Regions from separate parts of the Triticum aestivum genome. Here region 1 is linked to region 2. A link is a contact called in public Hi-C data. All regions are on one chromosome and are shown on one strand. Each heading gives the region's core, a stretch centred on a gene start, on an enhancer-like site or on the middle of the called end of the contact. The rest is flanking DNA. Distances are from core to core; before and after follow the strand shown.

Region 1 (3,889 bases), core at 1,357-3,856, 180 kb before region 2:
GATCAGCGCACCAGAACAACTACCACCGATGAAGAGAAATGTAGATCGAAAGGATGCAACATATAGACAAACGAATGAAGACTGGATATATGGAGATCTACTAAAGACCAACACAAACTGAATACCACGAGATCCGCGGGAGACACACCTTCACACCCCCTTCGGCGATGCTAGACGCATTGCCGGGAGGGAGGTTAGATGGTAAGGACCTTATTCCATCTTTAGGGAGCCGCCGCTGCCTCGCCTTCCTACAGCTAGACCTGTTATAAGCATGCATGATTGAGTTGGGTTTCCACTGGTCGAGATGTTGACGCAGGGCATATGAAGGAGTAGTAGATGTCAAAACTCTATACATTTGTCTTCTTCTAAACTTTGTATGCCTTCCTTCTTGCCCTTGGAGCTTTTCAAAATCTCTATTTACTTTTGCCACAACTGAAATGGATGTAAAATTAGTGTGGCCGCCCGTAAAATGCGTCTTTCCCCTAGTTGCATCCTAAGAGTGGCTCTACTAGAGTTGTCAAAATGGCTACATCACCACAATAACTGCCAGTATGGCGTTCGGGCCCAAGAAAAGGATCTACCTGACTCACCATATCGCTCTCTGCCTCCATAATTTTTGGAGCAAGCTCCAAATAGTGGGTGGGAGCCTTCATATTTATAGAATGGGGACGTTGATATGGAGCGCACTCCATATCAAACCGTCCACATGAGGGTGAAATTTCATCCATTTTCTTGCTCTCCTGCCAATGTCAGTCGTTCGTACGACTCCCGTGGTACCGGTTTCCACCAGTAAAAGCACCCATTAATGGTTGCTGCCTATCGACACGCCTTCCTTGCCTTGTTTCTTGCCAGAGTGCGCCCTTTTCAGGTAATTTTTATGCCAGAGCGTGGCTATATAAACCGATACTCTCCACTCGCCGGCACATTCAATCATCTTTCCCTTTCCTACTGACTATATTACTGTACACCTTGCTTGTGATATGTCGCGCTCAGACCCTCCTCATGGACCTTCCTCAACGAGATCGAAGAGGAGCGCATCGAAGGAAAGTTCCAAGAATTACTATGAGTGGGTCCAAGCCACCGTGTTCCGAGAGACTGAATTAGGCGTGGGGCCAAGCGTCTCCCTGCTCCCCGCCGGTATCTCTCCCGTGTGATGGAAGACATCTTGGAAGAAGTAGAAGCCACAGTCACTATGGTTACAAGACCGTGTCCCTCGCCTGCATCCAAGAAGCCTAATGGTACCTCGACCACATCAAAGCACATGTGGAAGCACTCGAAGCCTCGTCCTAACGTGAGGACACTTCCAAACAGAGGAGGAAGCCAATGAAATAAAATCATGTTTGAAGTTGCTCTGTTAATTATGATTAGTCATTCTAGTTTATTTTTATTTGTCGGTCCAGGTCAATTTCGATTTCCATGTGATGTTCAACGACGCAATATAATTTTCAATGCAATGTCCAATTTCTTTATGTGCAGAACAAACATAGACACTGATGGATGGATCCGCAAAATATCGATTTTGAGTCATGGGACTCTCTGTTTGCGCACAACCTTCACAACCTCTACAAATTATGGAGCACACTCCAAAACGATTTTTCGAGGCTGCAAATAAGGCACATCTGCTACAATTGTTTTAAGAAAACGACGAGCCGCATTAGCTTAACATGTCTATTATGGCATTTATATATAGTGCTTAATAAGGTCTTATCTTAAACCTGCCATGCAATCTAGAGATAACAATAACAATATGATGAACAATTAGTCATCTCTTAGTCTTACTAGTAACTAGATATTTCTACATATATGATGAGATATTATTTCGAAAAGACCATTTCTTAATAAAAAGAAAACATATTATTTTCTTCTGATTTATCTTTACTGCTCCTCAGCATCAAGTTACCATTTTACAAGTCTTAAAAAAAAGCATGCACGAATGTGCTCTTCTGATCGTAAAAAAGGTAATTTTTTAGAAATTCTAAACTTTTTTTTGCAGGCCAAAAAAAATTCTGAACTTCTTTACAACAAATATTTTTTTAGGGAATACAATAAATATTGTTGAATGTTCTACTCCTACATACATGCAAATTTTAATGAAGGAAAAAATTCCTAATGCTATTTTTCACGAACATTTGCACTACATAGAACATTCAACAATACTAGTATTTGTTATCAAAGACATTCAGAGTTTTTTTTACTACTCATAAGGCTGCACGTGAGCTCGAGATCATAAGCTCCATGTGCGAGCTTGCTTTAATCGCCATTTTCTCCCGAAAATAAAATCGTGATTTTGCTCAGCAGTTTACGAGTCCTACGTAAGTTCTTTCCACCTTATTGGGACCCACTACTCATGTCCCACCGTGTCAGCCTCCCAGCCCCCTCCCCAACCCGCCACCTCAGCGAGCTCCGCTAGATATTTTCCGACACCGCTAACTCACTGCCTAACTGGTCCCACGCCCGCGGCCCCGCCACCTCAGCGAAATCATAGCGCGGCACGTGGAAAGAGAATGCCGTGCCCTCGGTGTTCGGCATGGCGCAGCGGATCGGCCTCCTCCTCTCCCTCGCTTTCTCCCATACCCTCGCAGTCGCAGCCCCGCTTCGGATTGCATAAGCTAAAGCGCGCGGCGATAAGAAGCGGCAGACCCTCTCGCTCTCCCGCCTTTTGACCCACCTCCGCCGCCCCTCCTCCCTCCCTCCGGCATCGCGGGGTTCTCTGCTCGGCTCGGGTGGCGTGGCGTGCCGGGCGCTGGCCATGAAGGACAACGGAGGGGCGAGGCAGCACTGGCCGTGCGACTACTGCGGGGAGGCGGCGGCGGCGCTGCACTGCCGGGCCGACGCGGCGCGGCTCTGCGTGGCGTGCGACCGCCACGTGCACGCCGCCAACGCGCTCTCGCGGAAGCACGTGCGCGCGCCGCTCTGCGCCGGGTGCGCGGCCCGCCCGGCGGCTGCGCGCGTGGCGGCCGGGGGAGGCGAGCCGGCGTTCCTCTGCGCGGACTGCGACGGCGGGTGCGAAGACGCGGCGCGCGTGCCCGTGGAGGGCTTCGCGGGCTGCCCCGCGGCGTCCGAGCTCGCCGCGTCGTGGGGCGTCGACCTCCTCCCTGGCGGCGGCGGCGGCGCCGCGTTCGGTTGCGGCCTCGGCGGCGGCGGCGACCAAGAGGATGAGGACGCCTTCTTCTTCTCGTCCTTGGACTACTCCATGCTGGTTGACCCCGAGATGCGCGACCTCTACGTGCCCTGCAACCCGCCGGAGGTGGCCGTCTCGGCAGGCGGCGGCCGGCCCCTCAAGGGGGAAGCGCTGTGCCACCAGCTCGCCGAGATGGCGCGGCGAGAGACGGAGACGTCGCAGCCGCAGGGGTACTCGGATCTGAGCCCCAGGACTCCTCGTCGGTCCTCCGCCGGGGCTAGCGGGCGCTTGCCTGACAAGCAAGCTCCCCCACCGCTGCCTCCTGCTCCGGAGGTGCCGTGTCCGTACACGTCCCTGCTGATGATGCCGTCAGCTCACTGCGCCGAGCTTATCGGCAACGACCGCCTCCGTGATGATGACGAAGAGCAACTTCGATGGGAGTTCGCCCCACCCTCATCCGTGCCACCCACCCAGGTAAAAAAACATGAGAATGATATGCAAACAAATAAATCAATTGTTGGTATTCAGACAATTTACATGTCAATTGTACTAATCAGATGTTTTGTTGGCGTCTTTATGAGTGACTAAATTAGTTGCATTGCCTTCAGGTAGCCGCATCGTGGTAGCCAAACACACATTAACATCACATGTTTTGTAACACTACTCGGTCACGAGAAATGTTCTGATCTTAATTTTCTGAGCAAACAACAATAGATCATCAAACAGGTTTGTTGAAGGCTACATGCTCGTTGCCACTTTGTGCAGTTC
Region 2 (3,687 bases), core at 310-2,809:
GATATGAAGCCTTGCCATTTGGGCTTTCTCGAGGAAGCCCGTCCAAATCGCAGGCACCAACACCATTGGTACGTGAAGGGCTTGACACAGGTGTCCTTGATCCTGTAGAGACATCCTCCCTGACTGAAGAAACTTGGGGTAAACCCATCGCAACCAATCTCTGATACTCAGCGAGAAGGAAGACCCCCAATCTGTAATCGCTCCTGCAGTACACCTATCCAGTTCCTTTCCACGGCCCTCTCAGTATCTTGCCATTTCAGTGTCCAAATCGATGCCTAGACAAATCATCAATTGAAACCAATCACCACCGGAAGGGCCGAACCACACCGGCATTTCTGGTTCAGACCCACTGGAAGCAACGTTACCATCTTGCCACTACTAATCATGCCCCCTGGCTACCACAACTGGAGATGACACACAACTTGGAGGCTGGGCAAGCAACCAGGGACCTGGCCTAGGATGAACCATGCGAGAAGATCACGTCACAGCCCTGCAGAAACGAATCGACAAACATTGATTCAGCAAACTGATGAGCAGACAGAGGCTCAATTGATCCTATCACTTGGCTACACCCATGAATACAAGTTCAATTAATCCCACTACATGACCAAGAGAAGCTCAATTGCTAACTATTCTTACACCCATCACATGACTAAACCCATGAATAGAAGGAGTTCAATTAATCCCACTACGTGATGAACAGAAGCTCAATCAATACTACGTGCTACGGTTACTATATTTAGCTCAGGAGCAACAAACTTGTCAGTATTCTATATCTTCCGCCTGATGCATAGAAATAGCAAGTTCCCAACCAATGATTGCGCATCCATCACAATGCTATCTACTCCACTCCATACTGCTGCCCAGACCAGGCACAAATGGAGACATGGTCAGCCAATCGCCGAGCAAACAGACATGCATGGGCTAAACCTCAAAACTACCGAAATCGGGAGCACGGCAGCAGCCAAATTTGAGGAAATGAGAGACCCAAATTTGGGGACGGACTGCGGAAACCGTCACCGATCGAAACGAAGAACCAAATTCCCCACCGATAAACGGGCAGAGCCCACCAGAGCAACGGGAATCGCAGAAATACAAGCCGGCGGTAATAAAGGTTTACCTGCCTATCCATCCATGGAGCCAAATGGATTAATCAACAGCGGCACGGCCCGTGCCGCCGAATCGAATCGGGGTGCCCCGAGATTGAGGGCCGCTTCGATCCGACCGCCGGGAACCAGCCCGCCCGGGGAGACTCCGCGGCTCAATCGCTCCGGGCGATTTCCGCCGGGCTCTCGACGTCCACCTCCGCCGGACCTTCTCCTCTCCTGCGTTCTCCTCTGGCTGCTCTTCTTCGCTCCCCTCTATCGCTTGCTGCTCCAATGGTGGGTATATAATTCCGCAAGCAACTAACCAAGGGTCCTTGATTAGGCGCTAGAAATGATGATATTTTCTAGAGGGGAAACGCCGGGTTGGGTTGGGTTAGTAGCAGCGGCAGCGGCAGCGGCATCTGGATGTTTCCAATCAGCTCGGCTGTTTTGGTTTCGCTTTTGTTCTCGTTCGGTTGCTTTTTTTTTTCTCCGGAGTGGATAGAGAAAATGTTCTCGCGTCTGTTTTGTGGCTTCTGTTTCTAACATTCAGGCCCTTCACGTCTCACAGATTCGGTTTCTGAGACTCTGGGGCGGTTGAGCGGCGGTGGTTAATGTACCGGCTTCTGTAACAAATTCTGTTGCTGCCCAGAGGACATATATTTCTTTTGTAAAATACTTATATCTGTTATCTGTTATAAAAGTTAATGGAAAATACAAAGCACATCAAACATAATAAAGATTACATCCGACCACTACTGCAATCAGAACGAGGCACCGACATGCCATTGTCGCGGCTCCCATATCAGACCCAGCCTAGCCTAATCGATGACAGTTGAAAAGTTTTCACGAAGGTACCCTAAAGACCAGCACCATAAAGCCATAGTCGTCGTTGTTAAACCATTAAATCGATCTAAAACACCTGACATCAGATCTTGTTGTTATGCACGCACGCAAGTTGTAGGAGACTATACCGAACCTCCGTCTTAAGACGGACGACTGATGACCTGTACACACGAAAACACATCTTTTCAAGGGCCTGTTTATAGTTTCGCAGAAGAAAAGAAGACTAGATTCAAAACAGTGGACTGGACCTACTCCTTGGGCGGCTAAGATCCGTACGCTCTACTTTGGTATCAAATCTAAGACCGGTCAGACTGAGAACCTGGTCCATTTCTTCCCAATGACACTCCCCTGCCATGATGCATCATCTTTTTCTCGCTTCATCTTTTTTCCTTCCCTCGGAGTAGCTTTGTGGTACCTGAGCGATGGACTGCTCATTGGATGATGTAAGAATCTTTTACAGTACTCTACAATAGAAGGCTCAATGGACCAAAGTAATGTTGACCACGACAGAAGATGTCATTTGAGATTTGAATCGTGGCACAGGACTGTCCACTAGCGGAAACAGCGGCCAAAAGGCGATGTGGATTAGGGACGAGAGAGAGAGCGCCTGATCCAGAGCACCACACACCAATGATGAGCTAGCGGGAATGATATTATCTACAGATTAGACAAAGCAACGGTCGATCGCTATCTCATACGTGTTGCCACAATTCGGTAGTTTCCAGCTGAAGGAAGAATCATGGTCCATGATGAGGCCACAACCCCACAGCAACGGAAGTTGCTCCACATGTGGTGGAGCTCTCCTTTATGGGTCGCGTTCCACCTGTTGCTTTCCGCGTATATACTAATCTTGGAGACTGCCTCGCCTGTAGAATCAGCCTCTCAGCCCTGACACATCATGAGCGACATCTAGGCGTCAGCCACAGGTGTCACTCTCAGACTCAAGTATGCATACACGTGTGAGTTAACAAACAAACGCTAAGGGAAGCATTTCAATGTTCCAGTTTTCTCCGCGATATTGATCACACTTACAGATCGGCCTAAGCCACAGCAAAATCATGTGAACGTCTGTAATTCAGTTACATACATGTTATTGAGACATCCCTCAGTGATGTAAACCTCCAGAAGTTGCACGATTCAAACGCCTCAGGATGAACCATGAACTGAATGCAGTCATCCGACTGCCGCCGACAGATTGGAATCAACAATGCATGCAGATCTACAAAATTAGCTCACAAGAGTTGGGGGATACAATTATGCGATTCAGTACATCTTTTCTGGACAAGGAACAAAGAAGAAGGCCGATAAACAAAACGTGCATTTGTGCTTAGGCGGTTGCCGCCATTCATGATGATCTGTAGCAAGCTCGCTTTGCAGCACGGACGATGTCCTCAACCTGCAAGCATGCCAAAAACGTTAGTGAGGCGAGGATAAGAAATAAATTATTCATGCATGATCCTGCTTTCTCCTAATATGACTAGGTGAATGAATACTTCAACCTACGTCTAATATCACCATCCTACTCCTAAGATGATTGGCTGAACCTGAGTAAATTTTCCCAGAATATGACTTCCCTATTCCTGTGATATTCCTATCCCATGAATCAACGGAGGCCTTAATATGTAGGTCTTATGTTCTCTCAGACAATTCAACATACTATATAGCCACCTTTCCTATGCGGCTCTGCCTACTCATCTCTCTAGAAACGTTTGAAGAATCGACTCCCCATGTCCAACATAATCTGGTAAGCTAAATC

Evidence for each region. Hi-C and Micro-C count contacts between places; a contact is called where the count stands out from the background.
Region 1: a contact with region 2 is called in a Hi-C map of leaf, with 2.8 times the contacts expected there. The contact joins the promoter of LOC123167080 here to the promoter of LOC123164446 in region 2. A contact is called at or near these places in 2 of 5 Hi-C or Micro-C datasets (both in leaf).

Annotation. Positions count from the first base shown.
Region 1 is chr7D:246,933,605-246,937,493 of IWGSC CS RefSeq v2.1, reverse strand. LOC123167080 (zinc finger protein CONSTANS-LIKE 14) reads left to right here and starts at 2,606. Exons shown (of 4, transcript XM_044584917.1): 1 at 2,606-3,595. The coding sequence starts at 2,750.
Region 2 is chr7D:246,749,239-246,752,925 of IWGSC CS RefSeq v2.1, reverse strand. It overlaps LOC123164446, which reads right to left and starts at 1,559. Exons shown (of 7, transcript XM_044581945.1): 1 at 1,121-1,559; 2 at 1-490. The coding sequence starts at 148. LOC123164693 (pyruvate dehydrogenase E1 component subunit beta-1, mitochondrial) reads right to left here. Exons shown (of 14, transcript XM_044582242.1): 14 at 2,911-3,327. The coding sequence ends at 3,277.